Regions from separate parts of the Mus musculus genome. Here region 2 is linked to region 1. A link is a contact called in public HiChIP or PLAC-seq data. All regions are on one chromosome and are shown on one strand. Each heading gives the region's core, a stretch centred on a gene start, on an enhancer-like site or on the middle of the called end of the contact. The rest is flanking DNA. Distances are from core to core; before and after follow the strand shown. Region 1 has its middle 67 kb from the start of Myo10. Region 2 overlaps Myo10 (myosin X).

Region 1 (5,103 bases), core at 829-3,328:
ATTAGACACAGTTGTGTTTGACCATTTTCAGCTGGGAGAATCATTGTGAGCCAAAGCCCTGGGGACAGAGTCTGGAGTTGGACGCCTGTCAACCCTAGGACCTGATGACGTCACTTTGTCCTAGTGTTTTGTGTTCCTTCCTTTTGTATGAAGGGATTTTTATCATTTGTTGATCTGCTTTGTTTGGAAGCAAAATGCTGCCCCCCCCCCCCCCCCGCATCCCACCCAAGCCCATATGTTTGAATACTGGCTCCGGAGCTGGTGGTACTGTTTGGGAGTCTGTGTAGTCTTTATGATGTAGGGCTGAGCCTTTGAAGGTCACATCCATTTCTAGCTCTAGCCTCAGCTTTCAGGTTCCTGGTCAGCCATGAAGTAAACCACCACATGCTCCTAGCATCATGGACTTATCTGCTTCTGACCCTAAGTCTTCCCACATGAGGAGCTGGGGTCCTCTGAAGCAGTGAGCTGGTAGAAGTCTTCCCTTTTCTCAGGTGTTTCCGTTGGGTCCCTTGCCACAGACAATTAACACAAAGAATCTAGTTTCTTTGATATAATTTTATCATGCCCATGTGTCCGGGGTGTGCAATTTAATCTGTAAGTTCATAAATGGTGATTTTTGCTTTGCATAAATAAGTTATTCATCGGCCTGTGTCACAGCACGAGCTAGGCGGATGGAGATGTTTACTTATATTATCACTTGGCACATGCACTCAGAATAGAACCGAGCGAATGTTACTTTATATAATGGAGTCACTCTGGGCAGGACACAGCACAGCTGCTTTTCTGTACGATATGGAGTAATCGATAACAGGACAAAGCCTGTTCTCTTCCTTGTCCTTGTGGGACAGGCACTAGAGCAGTGGGGGAGGAAGATCTTATAGAAAGTAAAATGGAAAAAGATACAATGTTTCAAATGGAGGTAAATATTGTAGGAAAGGTTAATTGGTAAGGGTAGTGAGGGATAGTATCATGAGTACTTGTATACACACATATATGTACATGTATATGTATATGTATGTATGTATGTATGCATATGCTAATCTGAGCTGGGAGTGGTGGCACATGACTTTATTCCCAGCATTAGGGAGGCAGAGGCAGACAGATCTGTGAGTTTGAGGCCAGCCTGTTCTTCAGAGTGAGTTCCAGGACAGTGCTACATGAGTCACCCTGTCTTAAAAAACCAAAACCAAAACCAAAACCAAAACCAAAACCAAAACCAAAACCAAAACCCAGCCAACCAACCAAACAAAAAACAGCAATAATAATAATGATAATAATAATAAACCAAACTTACTGAAAAGAATTGTGTTTGGGGTGTCCCAAGGGCAATATTTAAAGTGCCTTAAGTGATGATATGTTGATTGACAAATAGAACACCTAAAGCACCCTGCCCCTTGCCCACCATGAGATCCTGGAAGGGGTTATGTATACAGAAAATAAATAAGAAGCAGCAGAATGAAGGAATAAAATCTCCAACGCTTACTGGGAGAAATCTCCATTGTTCACTGGGGTTTGCTTAGAAGCCCTGGAGCTTTCTGACAGGACCCTAAAGCAGCACGGAAGAGCGTACCTCAGCTTACACTCTGAGGACACACCCAAGCCCTTCCTCTTCTTCTTACCTGAAGAGAAGCAGTCTTAACCCAAGCAGGGAAAGGAACTGGATGGGGAAGCAGTTAATTCTGTCCAGAGAGGCTACCCCAGGATTCTTGTTTATTCATTCCACAAATGTTTATTCTGTTCTGAGTCACGAAGACTTCTGGAAACCATTGGTGGAGGGACAAGATGCCATCCTCCTGGAAAAGATGAAGTACGGGGGCGGGGGGGGGGCAGGGTGACACTTAAAAAATTCCTCTGAAGTGTGAGGGCCTATTGCGAGTGCCCTGGTCCTGAGCTGAGAGTCCAGATAGCTTGGATTGGCATTGTACTCAGACAGCCCAAGCAGTTGGACCACTTTGTACCTCAGTTTCTATGTTTGCGAAATGGAAATTAAAAATGGTCTCATCTATCCCACAAGGATAGACCATGCTCTATAAAGATTGCTAAGCTATTTTGAAACCACAGAGACTTTCTATAACGAAAGGACAAGCTAACTTCCTTAAAAGGTGTCTCTCTTATGGCCTCAGGGACGAGAAGAATCCGTGTACAGCTGTGTACACCTTTCTCCTCTGAATGCTTCCGTGTAGACCAATGAATTGCCTCATCTTTGTTATCAGTCCTTGCTTGGGAATGGAGAGAGTTTACAGACAAACCTTTTTTAAAAATTTGAGGTAGGAGAGGAAAGATCACAGGGTGAGGAGGGGTCTTGGCTTTCTTTGCTGGTAGATCAACATCCTCATTCCAGCTCTCTCCTTTGAAGTAATACAATAGGCTTGTGATCCCACCTCCTGGCGGGGCTGGGGGTGGGGGAGGTCAACACAGTGTCAGCAAGGATGGTCCCACATTCCTACCTCCTCCCCACCCTGGGTTCCTCCTCCTGTGAGCCATGAGATTAGATATCTTCACTTTTGACCCATGGATTGAATGACTTATACCCACGTCACAGGGGACTGACCAGGGCAGAAGGGAACTTGAATGGCCTTTTGCTATCTGGACAAGTCTGTTGGTAGAAGCTAAAGAATCAAACTAAATAGGCTTTTGTCTGAGTTGCTACAGAGGGTAGAGCAAGAAGATAGGGGAGAAAGGGAGGGAAAAAGAGAGGAAAAAAATTAATATACATACATACAGACAGACATGTATGCTTATTTATGTATTCACATGCATATTTGGTCACCAAGGGACACTATTATGTTGTTTGCGACAGGTGAATGGATCTGGAAATCATCACATTAAGTGAATCCAAGCCAGCTAACATGGCATTATCACAATTTTTCTCTTACACAGACTTTTTAAAATGTTTTATTTTTATTTGTGTCTATGTGTCTTTGTGCCTGTAAGTGTGTATGTAACATGTGTGTAAGTCCCCACAGAGATCAGAAAATGGTATCAGACACTTTGGAACTGCAATTACAGGCAGTTATGAGATTCTTGGCACAGGGATGGAAATCAAACTCAGATCTTCATGAGTGCTGGGATAATAACTCAGGTCCTCGTGCCTGTGCAGATAAAACAATACCACTAAGTCTTTCCCTCGACCTGCTACATTTAACACAAGCCAACATCATCATCATTGTCGTCATCATCGTCATCATCGTCTTAATCTTTTTCAGCACCATCCCAGTAGTGTTCCTGAATTCACAAAGTTCCACAGTGTGGCCCTGTGTTCTGCATCTCCTCTGGTGGTTCCGGGCAAAACCAATACCCTGGCTCAGGGAGGGTAGGGCAAAGTCCAGGACCGAGGTCCGAGATCCGCAGGCCAGGTTTCCCTTTGGGACGTCAGAGTGCTGCTGGACTCCAGCCAGGAAGGAAGAGCAGGGATGGAACCAGCAGGATCCCATCTGGTTGGGAGTAGAGCCTGCCTGAGGGCAGGAGAAGAGAGATGGCCTTCTTCGGGAGTCTTGGTGTTATGGCTCCTTTAGGCAAAGGCCTTCCCCTTGGCGATCTTTAAGGAAACAGCTCTCCGAGATGATCTTAGCTTGTTTGCAGTTCTTTATTGGGAGTGGGTAATATGAATGCACATGAATAATTTATTCAGGGTGAATCGGGGATTATATAATTTGGAGGGACGGCGTGAGAATACCCAGGAAGGGATGGGCTGAAGGCTAAGACTATTGGGATGCCTCATGGAGAAGTGGGCCAGTTGTGCTACGTGACTGATTGCCCGTGGTTACATGCTCCAGAGCAGGCTTGGAGGCAGGGAGGGAGCAGCCCTACTCTGTCTCAAATCTCTGAGATTCACAGGGTTTGAGCACGCTCCACCTCACCAATCCCATGGCCATCTGGTAGCACGGTCCATGCGCCCTACAGCAAAGCACCGCTACCACCTCCCACAAAATCGTTATCAAGAGCTCTGGTCATGCAGCTCTGAAGGGCCACTTGAGCCTGTGTGTGACAGCTACTAGAGTCACATTGACACCGTGGCCTTCTCCTAACACTCTAGCACACATCATTTCCAATTTTGATTAATATCTTAAATTTAAACTTCACTTCCCCTTAAGAATTTCCCTTAGGATTATGGACTGTCCTTTCTCTGTCATGTTTCCAGAAAATTCATGGCCTGTGGGACACCAGGAGTTGAAATCTGTCAACATGGCCTGATCTTTGAGGAGAGTTCTGGAGACTTTAATTAGCCACTTAGCCTAGTTTCTTTACTTAGTACCTTGCCAGCGCCTTGAGTTCATCCTAGTGACCTGAATTCTCATCAGGAATTTTGGAGGGAGAATGAAAACATCAACCCGCCAGCCTCTCACTATTTTCTTGTTTTGGTTTGGTTAGAAAAGAAAATCAAGACAATCAACTATCCTTCCCCTTATATGCAAGGAACAAACATCTATCAGAAGACTACTTTTTCTTATGAAAACCTTCGCAGTCATCATTTCTGTTGACAGGCAAAGAAGTTAGACAACCTGTGTCAGGCCACTGAGCTGGGTGACTGCAGAACTGGGACTCCAGCAGGCAGTGGGCACCAGAGCCCACCCCTAACCACTGGGGACAGTGCTCAGCAGGCAGTTTGGCACCAGAGCCCACTCTAACCACGAGGGACAGTGCTCAGCAGGCAGTGGGCACCAGAGCCCAACCCTAACCTCTGGGGGACAGTGCTCAGCAGGCAGTGGGCACCAGAGCCCACCACTAACCACTGGGGACAGGGCTTAGCAGGCAGTGGGCACCAGAGCCCAACCCTAACCACTGGGGGACAGTGCTCAGCAGGCAGTGGGCACCAGAGCCCACCCCTAACCACTGGGGACAGTGCTCAGCAGGCAGTTTGGCACCAGAGCCCACTCTAACCACGAGGGACAGTGCTCAGCAGGCAGTGGGCACCAGAGCCCAACCCTAACCTCTGGGGGACAGTGCTCAGCAGGCAGTGGGCACCAGAGCCCACCACTAACCACTGGGGACAGGGCTTAGCAGGCAGTGGGCACCAGAGCCCAACCCTAACCACTGGGGGACAGTGCTCAGCAGGCAGTGGGCACCAGAGCCCACCACTAACCACTGGGGACAGTGCTCAGC
Region 2 (4,873 bases), core at 1,308-3,807, 180 kb before region 1:
GTGAGGACCAAGTAAGCAAACATCAATAAACATCCTGTTCTTGCATCTATCCATCATCTATCCATCCACCCATCATCTATCTATGTCTATCCATCTATCAACTATCAATCAATCAATCAATCTATCTATCCTGTTCTTGTATCTATCATCTATCTATTATCTATCTATCTATCTATCTATCATCTATCTATCTATCTATCTATCTATCCTTTTTTGCATCTATGTATGTATGTATGCATGCATGCATGCATGCATGTATGTTGGTCTCATGCAGCACAGAGTCACCTCACACTTACCTCTATAGGCAAGAATGACCTTGAATTTCTGACTGTGGACAAAGCTCCCAGAAAGAAGACAATGTACCTGCTTGGCCTTTCTACAAAGGCTAAGTAGAACTTTAGTGACTGGGAAGAGTTAGCAAGTTATAGGTAGGGGCGTACCTAATTACTAATTGTCTTGGACTATCTTGGCCTCTTTTGTTTGTTTGTTTGGTTGGTTGGTTTGGTTTTTTCGAGACAGGGTTTCTCTGTATAGCCCTGGTTGTCCTGGAACTCACTTTGTAGTCCAGGCTGGCCTCAAACTCAGAAATCTGCCTGCCTCTGCATCCCAAGTGCTGGGATTAAAGACATGCGCCACCACCGCCTGGCTTCTTGGCTTCTTGAATATCCATTATCCTCTCTGTGTGTAACCTAATGTTCTTGTGACTATCCCATGAAATGTTTTGGGATGCGTTTATTTAAGAGACCACTAGCTTCCACCAAGAAGAGAGCTTAAGGGTGTCCTCTGAGGTCGGCAGCAGAGGATTTCTGCTTTCTTTGCTGTACCTCCCCTACCTGGGGCTCTCATCCATGTATCTGAAGAGTGTCTCTATGACCTTCTCTGTTGTGGCACTATAAAATGTCATGAAACTGTTACTATATTGGAACCTTATGCTTGGGGTTCCTAGGAATGGTCATGCATATTTGACTTAAAACTTCCTCTTTCCCCGTTGAGATGAGAGTTGTATTTGTCATTTCTATAACCTTTACCTTCTGATCTTCCTGCTTCCGCTACCCTGGAGTTACAGGTATACATCACCATGCCTGGTGTATGTGGTATTTGGTATCAAGCAAAGGTGTTTTTGTATTTCTAGTAAGTACACTGGCAACTAAGCCCCAGCCCTCAATAACATCTGAAGAAGATATTACCTCTCCTGCATAATGCTTCACGCCAAAATTGTTGACTGCAACGCGGGGTTTCACATAAAAGTGGTTATTCTAATGTTAAAAAAAAACAAAAACATAAAAGCTTTGTTTTACTCCTTGATTCCCTTTTGACTTCTAGAAAAATCCACATTTAACACAAGGCAATCACTGGAAAGCTAGGCGAATATCATCCGAGTTTTGGCATCTGGCAAGGGATGGCCTCCAAACCATTGCTCTCAACTCTTTCATGACAATAGGTTGAACAGTTCGGTTCCCCACTTATGAAATAAATAAACTTGGGTATACTCTGTGCAGGTGCCCCAAAAGCGAACTTTTTTCAGTATAGGTCTAGTAAGGAAGGGAGAGGGCAACTCCAGCTTAAGAGACAGAGAACATTCATGTGGGAGGCATAGAAGAGGGCTCGTCATCTTAATGCTCTCATCTGCTGCTTAGACAAAACCCAAGGGCCGGCGGGGTTTGACTTACAGCATGCTGACTGTGTAGCTTCTCCAACAAAGTGCTGTCTGTGGCTTGAGGAAAATGGCTCTCTTCATTGATCAAGGCGAGGAGGCCAAGTTTCTACAGGGAAGAGAAAACGGTTGAATGAATTAAGTGTGGAATGCCTTGTCTTTTAAACCACTTCAGAGCGCCAACCCATTCTACCTCCTAGCCAACCAATTCCGTCTCCTAGCAAGTCAATACTTAAAAGAGAAACTTCACTGCCGTTTTGGGGGCTTAAAAGATTCAGAATGGTACAGCACAGAGAAAAGCAATGAACTTCATTTTTGTTTGTTTATTTGTTTGTTTGTTTTCGAGACAGGGTTTCTCTGTATAGCCCTGACTGTCCTGGAACTCACTTTGTAGACCAGGCTGCCCTCAAATTCAGAAAGCCGCCTGCTTCTGCCTCTGTCTCTCGAGTGCTGGGATTAAAGGCGTATGCTACCACTCCCGGCTAGCAATGAACTTCTATATAGGACTTTTCAAAAATGGAAGCCATTGAAACGTTATGGTTAAACTTTTACAACCGGCCAGTCGACCAGTCTACAAGGCTTTGCTGGCACTTAGGACCTCACAGAGGCTACTTCACACACACACACACACACACACACACACACACACACACACACACACACACACACAGATTCTAAAATACTGAGCTCAATGAAACAATAGGCTGGAAGCAGCCAAGTGGTTACATTCAACCTCATGGTGCATTGGCGTTCACGTTTCCAAATGGCCCATTGTGTTCTCCACATTCTCATCTTTGATGTGCATGTTTGCACAAGTTATTTTGTTCCCATAAACATGAACCCGCCCAGCTGGACTCCCTGGGGACTGCGAGCATTCATTCTCCAGTTACCCATTACCTTCTCGATCAGGTCTAGACATTCTCCATTGTCTATCCAGTCAATATCTTCCCACACCAATCCCTCCCTGCGGGAAGAAGAGAAGGCCACATGAAATCAAGATTTGCTTACTGATTTTTAAAAAACAATTGTCTTTTGGAGTGGACTCTTGTGTGCTTACCTGCTATATTCTAGTTGTTCTAAGGAAAAAATGTGTTTGTTGAAGTATTCCTGAAGCTTTTCATTTGCATAGTTGATATTGAACTGCTCAAAGTGGTTAACCTAAGGGTGAGATACAGGGAGTAAGTTCTTCAGGACCCCTAATAGTGTGTAGAAAAAGGACAAAGGGCCAGGAGAGAAGAGAAATGTTCTGGGAAAGCCATCCATGGCTGCTCTAAGAACGGGTGGACCAGTCTGGTCTACAAAGTGAGTTCCAGGACAGCCACGACTATACAGAGAAACCCTGTCTCGAAAACAAAAACAACAACAACAACAACAACAAGACAACAACAACAAAGAAACGTGGGGAAGAGTGGCTTCTGAACAGAAGGCGCCTGCCTGCTTGTCCCGCTCTCTGCGCCCGTGCATACCTCGAAGTTTTCAAATCCGAAGATGTCAAGGATGCCGATGGATTTGAAGTCGTCTTTGCCTTTGATCCGGCTGTTGATCTTCTTGATCACCCACTCAAAGCAGCGAGCATAAAGTGCCATGGCCAATGAGTCTCTGCTATCTACGGCCTGGAAGGGGAGAGAAGGCCATGGCGGAAGGCATAACCAACCGGCCCATCCCGCCCCACTGTGGGAAAGATTTGGTTCCCATGGCTAAGTGAATCAATGTCTTCCAGGGAAATAAAAGAAAGGTCAGACCTACATACTGCCTTGACAGATCCATTCATAAAGACCTGCCGTCCAAACTCAACTTCACATGTCCAGTAATAGAAGGGGCTCCAGATCTATATAATGGATGTGTGTGTGTGTGTGTGTGTGTGTGTGTATTATGTATGTGTCTATACACACACACACACACACACACACACATATATATATGTACATATATGCCTATTTGCATAGTTGACATTGAATGTATATATATGTATGTATATATGTATATGTGTGTGTGTGTGTGTATATATATATATATATCATATATTATTTAGGTTTAAATTAAAATTAGGTTTAAACTGGGCGTGGTGGCTCATGCCTCTAATCCCAGCACTCGAGAGGCAGAGACAGGCGGATTTCTGAGTTCGAGGCCAGCCTGGTCTACAAAGTGAGTTCCAGGACAGCCAGGGCTACACAGAGAAACCCTGTCTCGAAAAACAAAACAAACAAAAAATTAGGTTTAAAATATTAAAACCTAGTTTTAAAATTATTTTCTTAATTTTTTTACTCATAAAGGTTCTTTTCCTTATGGGGTAACAGATTAGGTGCTGGACAGATGGTTCAGCGGTTAAGAGCACTGACTGTTCTTCCCATGGTCCTGAGTTCAAATCCCAACAACCACATAGTGGCTCACAACCATCCGTAATGAGATCTGACGCCCTCTTCTGGTGCATCTGAGGACAGCTACAGTGTACTTACGTATAATAAATAAATCTTTGGGCTGGAGCAAGCAGAGGTCCTGAGTTCAATTCCCAGCAACTATATGATGTCTCACAACCATCTATATAGTTACAGTATACTCATATACATAAAATAAATAAATAAATCTTTTTTTTTTAAAGAAAGATTAGGCCAGGTGTGTTGGAATATGTCTTTACATCTCAATATAAGGGAGGTAGAGGCAAGCATTCAAGGCCTTCCTGGTCTACATAAAGCATGCCAGGTCAGCCAGGACTACATAGTGAGAAGCTATCTCAAAAAGAAAAAAAGGAGATAGTTAAATCAGAAAGGGCAGGCGATACGGCTCCGTGGGGACAGCTGTCTGAACACCCAGCCCGACAATCCTGGTGTCAATCCCCAGAAAGCACGTGGAGAAGATCAACTCCCACAGTGTATCCTCTGCCTTCCACCCGGGAGTGCCAGGCACACACAAGAAGATAATTGTAAGGACAACCAAGAAGGAAGATTAGGGGGGCTCATCAAGGTTTAGCAGAGGCAAAGAACAGTAACAGTGCTTTGCGGTGCTCAAGTATAGTGAGGATAACTTTCACAGCTCACTTTAACTGAGTGCTGACTCTGCAGCAGACGCTAAGTACTTATAGCAAGTATTTGGCTTATTATTATTATTTTTTATCCTCATGAGAATCCTGTGAATTAGATATAACCATCCTTGGCTTACGGAAGAGGGAACGAGGCACAGTGAACACATTTCCCAAGAACTGACAGCCTTATGTGGAAGGAT

What was found. HiChIP or PLAC-seq counts read pairs in DNA pulled down with a chosen protein or histone mark.
Region 2: an H3K27ac HiChIP or PLAC-seq map of extraembryonic endoderm stem cells shows a contact between it and region 1. The contact joins two enhancer-like sites. A contact is called at or near these places in 1 of 15 datasets of contacts at CTCF or cohesin (the NIH/3T3 cell line), 1 of 484 Hi-C or Micro-C datasets (extraembryonic endoderm stem cells) and 2 of 115 datasets of contacts at active chromatin or transcription factors (embryonic stem cells and extraembryonic endoderm stem cells).

The regions. Positions count from the first base shown.
Region 1 is chr15:25,553,391-25,558,493 of GRCm38.p6, reverse strand. No RefSeq gene overlaps it. Among named protein-coding and RNA genes, the nearest start is that of Myo10, 67 kb to the left of the region's middle. Within about 2 kb of position 2,078, at least 14 of the 459 cell types and tissues checked have an H3K27ac peak or open chromatin away from gene starts, as enhancers often do. A contact at or near this core is called in extraembryonic endoderm stem cells, where this site is marked.
Region 2 is chr15:25,734,340-25,739,212 of GRCm38.p6, reverse strand. Myo10 (myosin X) reads right to left here. Exons shown (of 41, transcript NM_019472.2): 12 at 3,121-3,267; 13 at 2,712-2,812; 14 at 2,552-2,618; 15 at 1,671-1,763; 16 at 1,188-1,256. Among named protein-coding and RNA genes, the nearest start is that of Retreg1, 110 kb to the left of the region's middle. Within about 2 kb of position 2,557, at least 5 of the 459 cell types and tissues checked have an H3K27ac peak or open chromatin away from gene starts, as enhancers often do. A contact at or near this core is called in extraembryonic endoderm stem cells, where this site is marked.